Linked DNA regions of Cricetulus griseus: region 1 is linked to region 2. A link is a contact called in public Hi-C data. All regions are on one chromosome and are shown on one strand. The core of a region is the stretch at or near the end of the contact, and the rest is flanking DNA. Distances in the headings are between cores, read along the strand shown. Region 1 has its middle 230 kb from the start of Fkbp4. Region 2 has its middle 270 kb from the start of Fkbp4.

Region 1 (7,833 bases), core at 394-2,893, 40 kb before region 2:
GCGAGCGAAACGAGGTTGAAAGTAGAGTGCGGAGAGCCTTTGTGGGTGTAGGAATTTTAGTGTAGTGTGTAGCTGTGGATGTTTTGTTGGAGGACAAAAAAAAAAATGTGTAGTCCTGGCTGGCCTCGAACTCCAGATCCACCTGCCTCTGCCTCCTTCAGCAAATCCTTCCGGCCTGCGCCACCAGAGCCGGCGGGAGTCAAGCCCATCAAACCATTAGTTAGTGCAGAGTTACGATGACGTACTCGCCCTCCCAACACTGTGGGCGGAGTGTAGAGTGAAAACTACCACGCCCAGTTCGCCTTCTCCCCAACCGCTCTCGGCCTGGCTCTAACCTGCTCTCAGCCCGCCCGGCTCACACACTCCCCTCATTCCCGGGAACCCCAACTTCAGGAGCCCCGAAGGCCTCTCCCGCCCCGCGCCCCCTGCTGGTCACCCCGGGAAACACTCCCGCACCTCCGGCCGTGGATTCCTTCCAACCCGCTCGCTCTCCTCGTCCTGCGTGGGGCGTCTTCTTGGGAACCAGACTCAATTGCTGCGAGTAAAGGAACCGCAGAACCAGACCCTCTTGTGCCGGCGGGGTCAGGGTCAGGCAAGTGTGACAAGGTCCCAGGGTGCCTGTGACCTGCTGACTTCATCCTGAACTCCAGTCTCTCTATGTATTTCCTCCTGTGTGTGCTCACCTTTCTTGCACAGCCTATGAGAACTGTCAGGTTTCTAGTAGGTTCACCAGGGTGTCTGTGTGAGGATGAGCTGCAAACTTCCAGGCTCCTTCATGCAAAACTAGAAACCAGGAGTCTTTCCTCGTGGTGTTTTCACTTTAATCCTCAGGATGAGTAGCGATGCTGTGCAACTTTTCCCGTGCTCCTTGGTCAACTTTATGCTGTTGGGATGCTCAGCCTTGATTGTCAACGTGCTAAGATTAGGAAATACCTGGGAAATTAGTGGAGCATATCTCGTGAGTGTCTGTGAGGACGGGTCTGGTGAGCATTATCAGATCTTGAGGGTTTTCAGGGAACGCATGGACCAATTCCTGGGAATATTCAACAGATGATGGCATTTGAGAGCTGGTCAAGCTTTGCAACCATGGGTCTTCTCTGGATACCGCATTCATTTTCTTCCACCCCACAGTCTTCTCAGGTAACTCATAAATTTGGGCCTCATGAGTGTCCCCAAATTCTTGCATATTCCTTTTAAATATTTTTCTTTGTTTGTTTTTAAGGTATTGTTTCCCAGTTGCTCTGCTGTGTCTGCAGGTCCTGACATTCTGTCTTTACTTGACCCTATGTCAACTAGGAAGGCTTTCCACTGAGTCTTCTCAATGAGAGGGAGACTCCCTTGAGAGCCAGGGCAATGAAAACCAGATGCAGCCACAGGGCCGAGCAATGCCCTTGCGTGTATAGAAACCTTGATACATCTCCCCAGCAATCCCCGCTTTGCTTAGTAAGTCTTCCAGGAGGCCTTGAAAGAAGGACAAAGAGACCACCATCCTGTTTAGTCTCCACCAAAGTGTTATGTGTGGCCTGGCAATGCTCCCAAGCCGTCCACCCTTCCTGACGTAAAAGACATTTAAGTCCACACTATGGGTTTCAAGTAGCCGTTAGACTATGCGAGCATTGGCCAGCGCGGAGGTGGAGCGTGTGAGTCGGTGTGTGAGCAAAGGCTTGTGAGCAGCAGGGTGGAGCAGGCGCCTGTGCGTCTAGAAAAGATGGTGTCGGTTGGGTGTCAGTCGCGAGCGAAATGAGGTTGAGAGTAGAGTGTGGAGAGCCTTTGTGGGTGTAGGAATTTTACTGTAGCCTGTAGCTGTGGATGTTTTGTTGGAGGACAAGAAAAAAAAATGTGTAGTCCTGGCTGGCCTCGAACTCCAGATCCACCTGCCTCTGCCTCCTTCAGCAAATCCTTCCGGCCTGCGCCACCAGAGCCGGCGGAAGCAGCTCACATCAAACCGTTAGTTAGCGCTGAGTTACGATGACGTACTCGCCCTCCCAACACTGTGGGCGGAGTGTAGAGTGAAAACTACCACGCCCAGTTCGCCTTCTCCCCAACCGCTCTCGGCCTGGCTCTAACCTGCTCTCAGCCCGCCCGGCTCACACACTCCCCTCATTCCCGGGAACCCCAACTTCAGGAGCCCCGAAGGCCTCTCCCGCCCCCCGCCCCCTGCTGGTCACCCCGGGAAACACTCCCGCACCTCCGGCCGTGGATTCCTTCCAACCCGCTCGCTCTCCTCGTCCTGCGTGGGGCGTCTTCTTGGGAACCAGACTCAATTGCTGCGAGTAAAGGAACCGCAGAACCAGACCCTCTTGTGCCGGCGGGGTCAGGGTCAGGCAAGTGTGACAAGGACCCAGGGTGCCTGTGACCTACTGACTTCAACGCTGAACTCCAGTCTCTTTATGTATTTCCTCCTGTGTGTGCTCACCTTTCTTGCACAGCCTAGGAGAACTGCTAGGTTTCTAGTTGGTTCACCAGGGTGTCTGTGTGAGGATGAGCTGCAAACTTCCAGGCTCGTTCAAGCAAAGCGACAAACCAGGAATCTTTCCTCGTGGTGTTTTCACTTTAATCCTCATGATGAGTAGCGATGCTGTGCAACTTTTCCCGTGCTCCTTGGTCAACTTTGTGCTGTTGGGATGCTCAGCCTTGATTGTCAACGTGCTAAGATTAGGAAATACCTGGGAAATTAGTGGAGCATATCTCGTGAGTGTCTGTGAGGACGGGTCTGGTGAGCATTATCAGATCTTGAGGGATTTCAGGGAACTCATGGACCAATTCCTGGGAATATTCAACAGATGATGGCATTTGAGAGTTGGTCAAGAGATTGTGGACTGCTGGAGTGTGGTTCACAACTAAGACAAGCATTGCAACCATGGGTCTTCTCTGGATACCCCATTCATTTTCTTCCACCTGAGAGTCTTCTCGGGTAACTCATAAGTTTGGGCCTCATGGTGTCCCCAAATTCTTGCATATTCCTTTTAAATATTTTTTCTTTCTTTGATTTAAAGATATTGTTCTCCAGTTTCTCTGCTGTGTCTCCCGGTCCTGACATCCTATCTCCTGCTTGACCCTATGTGAGGGAGACTCCCTTGAGAGCCAGGGCAATGAAAACCAGATGCAGCCACAGGGCCGAGCAATGCCCTTGCGTGTATAAAAACCTTGATACATCTCCCCAGTAATCCCCTTTCCTTAGTAAATCTTCCAGGAGGCCTTGAAAGAAGGACAAAGAGACCACCATCCTGTTTAGTCTCCACCAAAGTGTTATGTGTGGCCTGGCAATGCTCCCAAGCCGTCCTCCCTTCCTGACATGAAAGACATTTAAGCCCACACTGTGTTTAAAGCAGCCGTTAGACTATGGTACGGAACAGGTCTCTGTCTGGCTAGGCTCTGGTCTGGTTCTCTCCATGACTCCTCTCACATATAAAAGCTGTTTGCCTGAAGGTGTCTGGTGTCCTGTCCTCGGGTGACCCTAACAGATGGGATATTGAATTTTTCAGTTCTAGCTCCATTTCAGCCCGAGCTCCCTTCAGTATTTATTCCTCTGTATTAAGTGCGCCCTTCCCTTTGTCTGTCTTCTCTTGGACTTCAGCTGGGACTGTATTCCTGTCCTCTTTAAGTGCATTAAAGAGGTGTGACCTCCTCAAACCCGATCACTTCCTTGCTTCTGTTTACTATTATTCTTTAAAATCCTAAATCCTGCGAGTAATCTCATGAACCGTGTAGTTGTGGATATTTACTTGGAAGAAAAAAAAATGTGTAGTCCAGGCTGGCCTCGAACTCCAGATCCTCCTGCCTCTGCCTCCTTCAGCAAATCCTACCGGCCTGCGCCACCAAAGCCGGCGGGAAGTTGTCCTCTTTGCTTTCTACTTGAGGACGAGCTCTCGTGAGGTCACTGGCCCCCACCCTCGGAGAAAAAGGGCGGAGCTTTGGCCGCGGGATTTAGCCCTTAGGCAATTCAAAGGTGAGCACTATGCCCGCCTCCCACACACTCCCAAGCCCACCTAAGCAGAAGCTTTGCAAACTAGCAAGATTCACTCATTTCCCTATTTAGTGTCTGTTGACAGTGCTTTTGGTGTCACATCCAGGAAGTCATCGTCAAATATAATGTCAGGAATGTTTCATGTTTTCTTATAGGAATTTTAGAATGTTAGGGCTCTGTATATCTCCTTAATTCCTTCTGAGTTGATTTTTGTATGTAATGAACAGTAAGCCCCAAACGTGCCTGGTCATCCAGTTCTCCCATCGTCATTCGCCCAAGAGACTGTCCCCCTCACCCCCACACGGTGTAGCTTTGGTACCTTGTCAAGATCATATATGTGAACATTTAATAATACTCTTTGTTACGTAACCGTTTGCTTTGATTTATTTTTCTCTATGCCAGTACCATACTAGTTATTAGAGGTTACTAATATATTTTCACATAAGCCTACCTAAGTCCTCCAGCTTTGTGTATTTTGTAAGCGTTTTTGGATGTTTCAAACGCATGCAGCTGTAGCAGACATTGCTAAGGTTTTATGGGGATTGCTTTGTGTCTGAACGTCACTTTGTTAACCCAAGATGTCATTTATTAGGGTTTGCTTTAATGTCATTCAGCATTGTGTTCTGACTCCCACTATATAAAACATTCACATTTATAACTTGGTTTATTCCTAAGTATTTTAGCCTGTTTCATGGTGTTGTCCAGGAAATTATTTTAGCTTTCTCTTCGAATTGCTCGTTGTAAGTGATGTACACAAGGTAACTGTGGTGGTTTAAGTAAGAAATGTTCTGTGTAGTCTTGAGCATTTGAACACTTGGTCCCCAGGTGGTGGTGCTGTTTGGAGAGGCTTTCGAGGGGTGGCCTTGCTGGAAGAGGTAAATCACTGGGGACAGGCTTGGAGACCCTAAGGCCCAACACTACTTCCACTTTGCTCTCTGTTTCATGCTTGTGCTTCAAGATGCGACCTCTTAGATTCCTGCTCCAGGTACCCTGTCTGCCTGCTACCTCTGCCCTGCTACTACAGACAGACAGACAGACAGACACACACACACACACACACACACACACACACACACACAACACACACGCACACAGAGAGAGAGAGAGGGAGAGAGAGAAACATCTTTAGAGTTGGTTTTTTTTTTTTTTTTTCCTTTACATATCATGTTCCAGGGCCAGTGAGATGGCTCAGTGACTAGAGTGGCTGCTGCCAGGCCGGAGGAGCCAGAGTTTGATCCCTGGGACCCATGTAGTGGACTTCTGCTGGTTGTCTCCTGAGCTCCACACGTGTGCCATGACTTTCGCACAGGTACACACATTGCACCCACACAAATAAATAAATGTAATGTTTAAAGAGTATGTTCTCTGCCAACAGAGAATGAGTTGATGTCTTCTCTAATATAGATGTCTTTGTTTTTTACTTCTTTTGTGCGCCTATGGCCTCCAGTCCTATGCTGGACAGCAGTGTGTTTATTGGCCAGCAGGGACAGGCACACTTGTTCTGAGTCTTACTCCATTGAGTAAGATATTAGCCTGGGGCTTTTTATAAATGGTGCTCACCGTGTTAGTGGAGTGTGTGAAATGTCTCGGCATCAAGTGGTGTGTGACCCTGTCAAATGCTGTTTCAGGCTTCCTGGAGATGACCATAGAGTGTGACCCTGTCAAATGCTGTTTCAGGCTTCCTGGAGATGACCATAGAGTGTGACCCTGTCAAATGCTGTTTCAGGCTTCCTGGAGATGACCATAGAGTATGACCCTGTCAAATGCTGTTTCAGACTTCCTGGAGATGACCGTAGAGTGTGACCCTGTCAAATGCTGTTTCAGGGTTCCCAGAGATGACCGAGAGACTTTGTTTTCCCTTTGTCAATATTGTGCACTGTATTGGATTCATGTGTTAAGGTATCCTTGTCTTCCTCATTGGTTGACATCAGCCCTCTTGTCTGTGAAAGGGCTGCCTTAGTGAAAGAAATCTGGAAGGTTAACAGGACGTCATACATGAAGGACATGGCCCTGGGTGAGAAGAGACCGGAAGTCCAAATATGAACACAACAGTCATGCTACAGTACTGCATTCTGCACACTAAATGAGCTCCCTGGCGTCAGCGAGAAGGTGGTTTCCGATGTGATATGCCTTCCAGCTGTGGCAAGTGTGTGGGTCACGACTGTTCCCGTTGATTCTCACAGACAATTCAATTGTCAAAGTTTTAAGTCAGGAAAAATGTTTTAGAGTCACCCAGACTTCCCTACAGTCTTTACACAGGGGCTGGGGGAAAGCAGAGGATTTGGACAACTGCAAGGGACATTTGGTTGAGCTATTTTTAAAATCACATTTATTTGTGGATTTGCGTGTATGAGTTTTATTTTATTTTATAATGATATGACTGAATTGGTAAGCAGGCTATGGAAGTTGAATCCGGAAACATGACCTTCTCTCCGAATTCAAGTCGGTCTGTGTGACTGATTTCAATGTCCGCAACTCCAGACAGAAAGGGAAAGGCCATTCTACATACAAACAGGTTAGTCTGGGCTTCCAGTCATTGCTTGCTTGCTTCTCTGAAAATGTTACTAAATAACTGTGAAATTCTAATCTTTATTTTTAAGAAAACATAGAGAAAGCAAACAACTCAAAAAACAACAAACAAACAAACAAACAAAAAAGACAAGCTGGGTCTTCCATGGCCCAAAGGGAGTCAGTTGCACAAGTCTGGCGAGAGTATCTGTCCCTTAGACATTCGTTAGAGGCCACTCCATGCGCTCAGGGCAGGTGAGACCAGACAGGACCCGTATTTCCATTAAACAGGTAGAAAGGTCTTTTCAACATAATTATCCGAGCAAACCCCTTCGTGACGTGAGCATGGAAATTTACTTTTTCCAGAGAAATTCCATGAAAAAAAGCCGCTGTCACCCTGTGAAGGAAGGGACCTTTCCAGGTCCTGCAGGAGCAAGGTGGGAAAACTGCAAACTGTTGATTTTGCAGTTCGTGCTTTCCAATTAAAAGGAGCACATGACATCAGCCGGGCGTGGGAGCACCTGCCTTTAATCCCAGGCAGAGGCGGGCGGATCTCTGTGAGTTCGAGACCAGCCTGGTCCTCAAAGAGAGGTCCAGGACAGCCTCCAAAGTTACAGAGAAACCCTGTCTCGAGAAAACAAAATAAAAGGAAAGACACGCCATCGACAAGATGGACACCATCGTTTTTCTGATACATGGAAGCCCGTTCTTTGAGAGATCCCAAGCGAGAGACCCCACCAGGGGCTGGAGAGACAGTCCGGCGGTTCAGAGCACGTGCTGCTGTCGAGGACCTGGGCTTGGAAGGGCGTGAGTTCGGTTCCCAACACCCACACCTGCTATCTAAGGCCATCTCTAACTCCAGCTCCAGGGAGCTCCAGGAAGCACCCACGCATGCAATTTAAAACATAATAAAAGTAAGTTTAAAAAGGAAAACTGCTGTCCAACCGATGGACTAAAAGACTTCCAGTAAACACTATCTAACTTGCACAGATTTTGCCTCATCTGCAAAGCAAGCATGAAGAAGTATAAGAAATGGTACTGGAAACTGTGTGATTACAGGGCTCACTTCAGCCCTGGGAAACAAGATTTACTGGGGATGTATTTGTGGGAAGCAGCAGGTATTACAATTGTTTGAGTGGCCAAGAGGCTAAGAAATGAGCCCGTTTAGTCCAAGACATCCTCTACATTTGTTTTTATGTAAACAAAGCTATCCTGTGATGCTTGCACATCATTGAAGCAACCGGGCAGCTGAACTTGGGGCCGAAGGAGCAAGCGAATAAAGCTGTTCTGATGATCTGTTTATTGAAAAGAAACCTCACTCGCTTTCTGACTGTCCGTTACAGCTCAGGGGCTGCCAA
Region 2 (7,896 bases), core at 210-2,709:
ACAGACAGACATAGACACACACAGACAGACATAGACATACACACAGAGACAGACATAGACACACACAGAGACAGACATAGACACACACAGACAGACATAGACATACACACAGAGACAGACATAGACACACACACAGACAGAGACAGACACACACACAGACAGACATAGACACACAGAGAGACAGAGACATAGACACACACAGACAGACATAGACATACACACAGAGACAGACATAGACACACACAGACAGACATAGACACACACAGACAGACATAGACATACACACAGAGACAGACATAGACACACAACACAGACAGAGACAGACACACACACAGACAGACATAGACACACACAGACAGACATAGACATACACAGAGAGACAGACATAGACACACACACACAGACAGACATAGACACACAAACAGAGACAGACATAGACACACACAGACAGACATAGACACACACAGACAGACATAGACATACACACAGAGACAGACATAGACACACACACAGACAGACATAGACACACAGACAGACAGAAACAGATACACACAGACACACATAGACACACACACACAGAGACACAGAGACATAGACACACACAGAGACAGACATATACACACAGAGACAGAGACACACAGAGAGACAGAAACAGACACACACACACAGAAACAGAGACACACAGAGAGACACACATAGACACATAGACAGAGACACACACAGGAACAGAGGGAGAGAGAGACATGCAAAGACAGACAGACAGACACAGAGAGACACACAGAAAGAGACAGAGACATAGACACACACAGAAACAGAGGAAGAGAGAGCGATGCAGAGACACACAGACAGACAGACAGACAGACAGACAGACAGACAGACACGGAGAGAGTGCTGAGTGCACATTTGTTTCCTGACTGTATGCGATGTTACCAACCACGTCAAGCTCCGGCTGCCTTGACTTCCCCGCTTTGATTGACTGTGCCTTCAAATGTGGACCAAAATAAACCTGTCTTTAAGTTTCCTTTGTCGGGATGTTTTGTCAAAGCAACGAAGACAACGACCCCATGCTGTCTCTGAAACACTATGGATACCGATTGTTGTCACAAACAGGCTCTTCGGTTCTGAAGCTCTGAAAGCTTTAACACCTTGCCCTAGCCTGGTCTAGGGCATGAGAAGATGGGTGGACACCCTGAACCACCCCTGCAAGGAAACCTAGAGCTGGGTCTAGGGAGGCGGGAAGACAGGGTGCTCGCCTTTTGCGGGTGGGCTCCTTGAAGGAGCTGTGGCATGTTGGGGGAGGACCCGCAGGAATCAAGTGTCAAGAAAATGCGTGGGGAGTTGAAGTTCAAGAACCAGGCGAAGAGCGTGGGATTGGAGAGAGGGAGAGTGGGGGCCCTGTAGAAGCCCTGGTTCTTTGTTACACTTCGGACAGGCAGAGATAAAGTAGTCAGGCAGCCTACGTCACCAAGAGGAAGCTTCAACTACTCAGCTAGCAGCCAAAGCTCCCGCCGGCTCTGGTGGCGCAGGCCGGTAGGATTTGCTGAAGGAGGCAGAGGCAGGAGGATCTGGAGTTCGAGGCCAGCCTGGACTACACATTTTTTTTTCCGCCTTCCAACAAACAACACACAAACGCACAGCTACACAGCACCCCAAACAACCCAACAGCCACAAGGCCGCTCCCCCAGCTCCTGCCACCCGGACCCTGCTCGGCCCCCCTGTCCCCACCCCACCCATCCGCACCAGCTCCTGCAGACGCTCGGGCGCCCGCTCCACACCGCCGCTCCCGCGCCTTGAGCGCTCCTCTCCGCCCGCGCCCCGCGCTCCTCTCCGCCCGCGCCCCGCGCTCCCTCCCCGGAACCCGCTGCTCAGCCCTCCGACCCTCGGGTTCCTTTTCCCTCGTCCCGCTCGTGCCGACCGGCGAGTCCGCCGCCGTCGCTCAGAGCAGAAATGTTCGCAGCCAAGAGTCCGGGAGTTTGTTTTTTGCTTTCTTTTTAAGCTCGAGCGTTCGTTTTTTATGCTTCCCGCGTGAAAATGACGATTATCTGGAACTGAAAGGTGGAACGCGCCCCGCGGAGGCCCGGTTGCGCAACGGCTGGTGACTACTTGTGGGAAAGAATGCGCGCGTCTCTCGGGCTGGAGAGATGGCTCAGCCGTTAAAGGCTAGGCTCACAACCAAAAATATAAGAGTTCGGTTCCCAGCACCCACGGCTGTCTCTCCAGCCACCTTTTTTGTCCTACGCCGCACCCGCGCGCGCTCCGACACCGACAGTAGAAACAAAAACAACAATCTTAAAGGGAATTAAAGGAAAAAAAAAAAAAAGAAAAGCAGAAAATTAAAAGGAAAAAAGTTAACCCTTTGTGTCCTCGCTAGAACGCTAGTTCTCATTTAATTCTAACCCCCTATTACCAATTTTCCTGCCCTGAAATTCTCAATTAACTCTTCTTCTAATTAACTGCTTAGAAAGCCAGATCCAAACCAGCCCCACCCCAGTGCTCAGGGCTCTCAGAGACACAGAGAGCCGCACTCCCCGCCCGCTGTCGACACCGCCTCTCTTCTGCCTGCTGCTCCTGACCTCAGCTCCAGGGCTCGCAGTGTGGGGCTCGCAGCGAACAAGCAGCGCTCGCACACGGCCCCGCTGCGCCCCGTGCGTGGGACCCGCGGGTTTGCGCTGTGTCTGCTCTTCACTTAGCATGAAGACTTCGCTCATCCTCAGCGGACCCGCAGCCTTTTCTTTTCCCCATCCAAACCTCCCCTCCCCATTTCTAGTCTTCCCTTTTCTCCTCCCCTCACGCATTCTCCTCCGTTTTGAAAAGTATTTTTGGCATTCCGGGCTTCTCTCAAGCCACCAGGACCTAGGAACCCCCTACAGCTTTCTGGTTCTTGTGGTCTCTGCTGCTCAGCTGTTGGTTGCCCAGGGAGCTCCTCCTTCCCTGGGCGTCGGTAGCAATCCCTCCACAAGCAGGGTGAAGGGACCTCTCACCTTGTCTATGGCAGCCACCTGCTTGTCTGCTCCCTGACCAGCGTCTCCCCTGTGTCAAGCCTGACCCTCGGGCTGCAGCTTTGCATTTCCCCCTGGGGTCAAAGCTCCCAATGCACGCTTTCCTGGATGGTGTATCGCGATGCCCGCCTCTAGCAGGACTCAGGCAGAAGTGCTCTGCTGCTGCGGGATGAGGGCAGGGATGAGTGACAGTGGTTCCTTGGGCCATGGATTCCCAGGTCCTTCTCGGTGTGGGTGGTGTGGAGGTGAATGAAACCAAACAGCCCTTCCATCCATGCTAAAGGGATTCTGGGCCTATACACGTCTTATTTACTGGCTAACAACCATTCCTAAGAATAAGCAAATTTGCCCGTTGCTTTGGCCACTCGGCTGGTGCGGATGCTGCTGAACACACATCTGTTTAGACCCCCTTTCAAATTCACATCCGTGGGTGCCTGGGCCCCCCATAAAAGCTACAAATCCAGACAGCAGATATGTGAACTTTCTTAAAACTGTGTGTGTGTGTGTGTGTGTGTGTGTGAGAGAGAGAGAGAGAGAGAGAGAGAGAGAGAGAGAGAGAGAGAGAGAGAGAGAGAGAGAGAGAGACTCAATACTGTGGACTTCAAGGGTGAACTTTAGGGATGCCACCGCCCTGCTGCAACTTCAAAACGTTGAAGATACTGATTAGGTCAGGATGCTGAAGCACGGGGCTTGGTAGGATGTCCTTGCTGGCTCTAGATTCCTGTTTCACGTGTGATCTTCTCACGCATCCCTTGGGATGCTGCTTGCTTGAGCCCATCACCAAGGGCCAAATCCATGAGATCACCTACTCTTGGATTAGCCTTCAAAACCACGAACTAGAGAAAATTCTCAGGAAGGTAGAAGGATCATTTGTGACAGGGAATAAACAGAAGGGGGAGAGGCAAGTGAGGGGTGGAGGCGTGGTCAGTGTGACCAAAACATTATGTGTATGTGGCCAAAACGATCATGTCACAAGGTGCAACACGAAAAAGAAAAGACCCAGAGGCTGATATTAGGGTTCAAGCTTCAAGCTGAAGATCAGGAAAGCAAAGCATCCAGCCACTCGCTGTCACTCACTGTACCTCAGACTGAAAGGTGACCCTGGCTCCACCACATCTCAGACTGTACCCTCTTCTCTGTGGCTGGGGAATCCTGAGACCTCAGTGTCTTCCCATCCATCCTCAGTGTGGCTGGAGAATGACTTCCACGGCTGGCCGACGGTGCCGGGGTGTGTTTCCCGGCGTGACCAGCAGGGGACGCTGGCCGGGGGACCTCCGGGATTGTGCAGGGGTGGTGCGCTGGGGGGAGGGCGGCAGGCTTGAGGCCGGAGAGTGCGGGACTCCAGAGCAGAGCGTGAGTAAAGCTGGCAGAGAGCGTGGGTTTGCAACAGAAAGGACAAAGTGCTGTTAACTTCATTGGAACTGTGATCCTCTCATTGGACACCATTAGGTTGCGTCATCAAGAATAAGCTTCAACTACTCAGCTAGCAGCCAACGCTCCCGCCGGCTCTGGTGGCGCAGGCCGGTAGGATTTGCTGAAGGAGGCAGAGGCAGGAGGATCTGGAGTTCGAGGCCAGCCTGGACTACACATTTTTTTTTCCGCCTTCCAACAAACAACACACAAACGCACAGCTACACAGCACCCCAAACAACCCAACAGCCACAAGGCAGCTCCCCCTGCTCCTGCCACCCGCACCCTGCTCGGCCACCCGCGTCCCCACCCCACCCATCCGCACCAGCTCCTGCAGACGCTCGGGCGCCCGCTCCACACCGCCGCTCCCGCGCCTTGAGCGCTCCTCTCCGCCCGCGCCCCGCGCTCCTCTCCGCCCGCGCCCCGCGCTCCCTCCCCGGAACCCGCTGCTCAGCCCTCCGACCCTCGGGTTCCTTTTCCCTCGTCCCGCTCGTGCCGACCGGCGAGTCCGCAGCCGTCGCTCAGAGCAGAAATGTTCGCAGCCAAGAATCCTGGATTTTGTTTTTTGTTTTCTTTTTAAGCTCGAGCGTTTGTTTTTTATGCTTCCCGCGTGAAAACGACGATTATCTGGAACTGGAAGGTGGAACGTGCCCCGCGGAGGCCCGGTTGCGCAACGGCTGGTGACTACTTGTGGGAAAGAATGCGCGCGTCTCTCGGGCTGGAGAGATGGCTCAGCCGTTAAAGGCTAGGCTCACAACCAAAAATATAAGAGTTCGGTTCCCAGCACCCACGGCTGTCTCTCCAGCCACCTTTTTTGTCCTACGCCGCACCCGCGCGCGCTCCGACACCGACAGTAGAAACAAAAACAACAATCTTAAAGGGAATTAAAGGAAAAAAAAAAAAGAAAAGCAGAAAATTAAAAGGAAAAAAGTTAACCCTTTGTGTCCTCGCTAGAACGCTAGTTCTCATTTAATTCTAACCCCCTATTCTTACCAATTTTCCTGCCCTGAAATTCTCAATTAACTCTTCTTCTAATTAACTGCTTAGAAAGCCAGATCCAAACCAGCCCCACCCCAGTGCTCAGGGCTCTCAGAGACACAGAGAGCCGCACTCCCCGCCCGCTGTCGACACCGCCTCTCTTCTGCCTGCTGCTCCTGACCTCAGCTCCAGGGCTCGCAGTGTGGGGCTCGCAGCGAACAAGCAGCGCTCGCACACGGCCCCGCTGCGCCCCGTGCGTGGGACCCGCGGGTTTGCGCTGTGTCTGCTCTTCACTTAGCATGAAGACCTCGCTCATCCTCAGTGGACCCGCAGCCTTTTCTTTTCCCCATCGCTGCTGCGTCCACACGGGAATTTCTACTTGTGGTCTTCCTCGTCCTCCTCTTTCCCTTCTTTTAAAAATATTTGTAGTCTGGTGGACCGGGATTGGGCTGGGGCGAGGGTGGGTGGGAGTGAGAACTGCAGTTGGAATGTAAAATAATGATAATAATAATAATAATAATAATAATAATAATAATAATAATAATAATAATAATAATAATAATAATAAAAGTCCTACAGTCTTAATTTTTTTTCAGCACTTTAAAAATCTAAGTTCTCCTTCAAATAAAAGTCGAAAGCCTCCCAATTGTGGGCTCCTAAAATCCTGCACCCTTTGAAGCCACCAGGACACAGGTACGCAACACCTTCTTGTTTCCTAGGCCCTTTCGCTGTGGACTCTCTCACTACTCATCAGCAAGTCCACGGATCTCTCCCTTCCCCGACTTCTGCAGCCGACCCCGGCCCGTAAGCAGGATGGCAGGGCAAGCCTTCCTGTCTACCACAGCCACTGTGTTTGCCAAGGTCCCCTATGTGGTTGATCTTTGGCCAGGAGCTCCTTATGGCATCCTGGTGGTCAGACCTCCATCTGACTTTGCGATGCCCTGCTGTGCCTGCAGCCAACGGGACCCCAGCATCCTCAGCTGATGGGGCCAGAGCTGCTCGTGCACCGTGGAGCCGTTTGTGGATGGCCTTTCAGAGACCAAAGCTAGATGCTCCTTCCTTCTTAAGGGCAAAGAATGTCCTGCGCTATGCACACACCACTCAGTGTGTAAACCCTCCTGCTGTTTCTCGGTTTCTGTGTCGGGGCTCCTGTTAACTTCAACATAGGGAATGGGTACACGCTCAAGACCCTGCACTCACATCCACTGGGTCTTGTGTGCTCTGGGATAGTTTAGAATGCATCTCAACCTATTATTGTAAACTTACTGGGAGCATGATCAGTATGTGTGTGTGTGTGTGTGTGTGTGTGTGTGTGTAGCTTTAACTTTGTGGATGGCATTGTCCCGTTGCAGTGTCAAAAAAAGTTGGACATGCCTGTTTGCATTCTTGACCCTCCCTGCATCCACACTCAGGAGGCGTGACTGGGTAGGCGTCCTTCCTTGCTTCAGTCTGGATTCTAGATTCCTGTTTTGCCACGTGATCTTCCCTTTAACCTGCAAGACCCCTAGGATGCTGTCTGCTTTAGCCCCTCATCCAGGGCCAAACCCATGAGGCCACTTTTTTTGTATTCTACAAAACCATGAACAGAACAAACTTCTTTTTAAAATTCATCATTTTTTTAACATTTATTTTACATATCAACCACAGTTTCCCCTCCCTTCTCTCCTCCCGTTCCCTCCCCACTCCGACCCTTCCCCCCCCCATCCTCTCCTCCTCTGTCTCCATTCAGATGGTGGTGTAAAGCCTCCCATGGAAATCAGCACGTCATCACGCCTGGCACATCAAGAGGGAGGACCAAGGCCTCCCCCTCACCACATCAAGGCTGAACAAGGCATCCCACCATAGGGAATAGGTTCCAAAGAGCCAGATCATGCTTCAGAGACAGGTCCTGGACCCACTGCTAGGGTTCCCACAAAAGACCAAGCTATACAACTGTCACCCAGATTCAGAGAGCCTAGCTCTGTCACATGCCGTCTCCCTAGCTGGCCCTCCACAGTCCGTGAGCTCCCACAAACTCAGGTCAGCTGTCTCTGTGGGTTTCCCCATCATGATCTTGACGCCCCCCCCACACACACACCTTGCTCATATAATCCGTTCTCTCTCTCCAACTACACTCCTGGAGCTCAGGCCAGTGCTTGGCTGTAGACCTCTGCTTCCCTCAGGCGCTAGATGAAGGCTCTGTGATGACAGCTAGGGAGTCATTAATCTGATTACAGGGGAAGGCCGAGGACAAACCTCTTTTAACCAAAGTAGATGATGGGCTGTTTGTGAAGGGGACTAAGGAAAGAGGGGCAGAAAAGTGAGGATAATGAGCTGGTCAGTGTCATCAAAACATGATATATGTGTGCATGACCTCGTCACTAGGAAACTCATTATTTTGTATAATTAGTAAATTCTTATGCAAAGTTGAAAAAGTGAGAATCTGATATATATCTGTATCTATATGTATGCATATACATAACCTGGCCTCAATTATTATTTTTTCTGGGTTACAGGAAGTAGCTTCATA

Evidence for each region. A called contact is a pair of places that touch in the nucleus more often than the background predicts.
Region 1: a contact with region 2 is called in a Hi-C map of fibroblasts, with 3 times the contacts expected there. The contact joins two enhancer-like sites. A contact is called at or near these places in 5 of 8 Hi-C or Micro-C datasets (the CHK-Q cell line, the CHL-YN cell line, the CHO-K1 cell line and 1 more).

The regions. Positions count from the first base shown.
Region 1 is chr8:17,736,356-17,744,188 of CriGri-PICRH-1.0, reverse strand. No RefSeq gene overlaps it. Among named protein-coding and RNA genes, the nearest start is that of Fkbp4, 230 kb to the left of the region's middle. Within about 2 kb of position 1,643, at least 3 of the 6 cell types and tissues checked have open chromatin away from gene starts, as enhancers often do. A contact at or near this core is called in the CHO-K1 cell line and fibroblasts, where this site is marked.
Region 2 is chr8:17,696,029-17,703,924 of CriGri-PICRH-1.0, reverse strand. No RefSeq gene overlaps it. Among named protein-coding and RNA genes, the nearest start is that of Fkbp4, 270 kb to the left of the region's middle. Within about 2 kb of position 1,459, at least 3 of the 6 cell types and tissues checked have open chromatin away from gene starts, as enhancers often do. A contact at or near this core is called in the CHO-K1 cell line and fibroblasts, where this site is marked.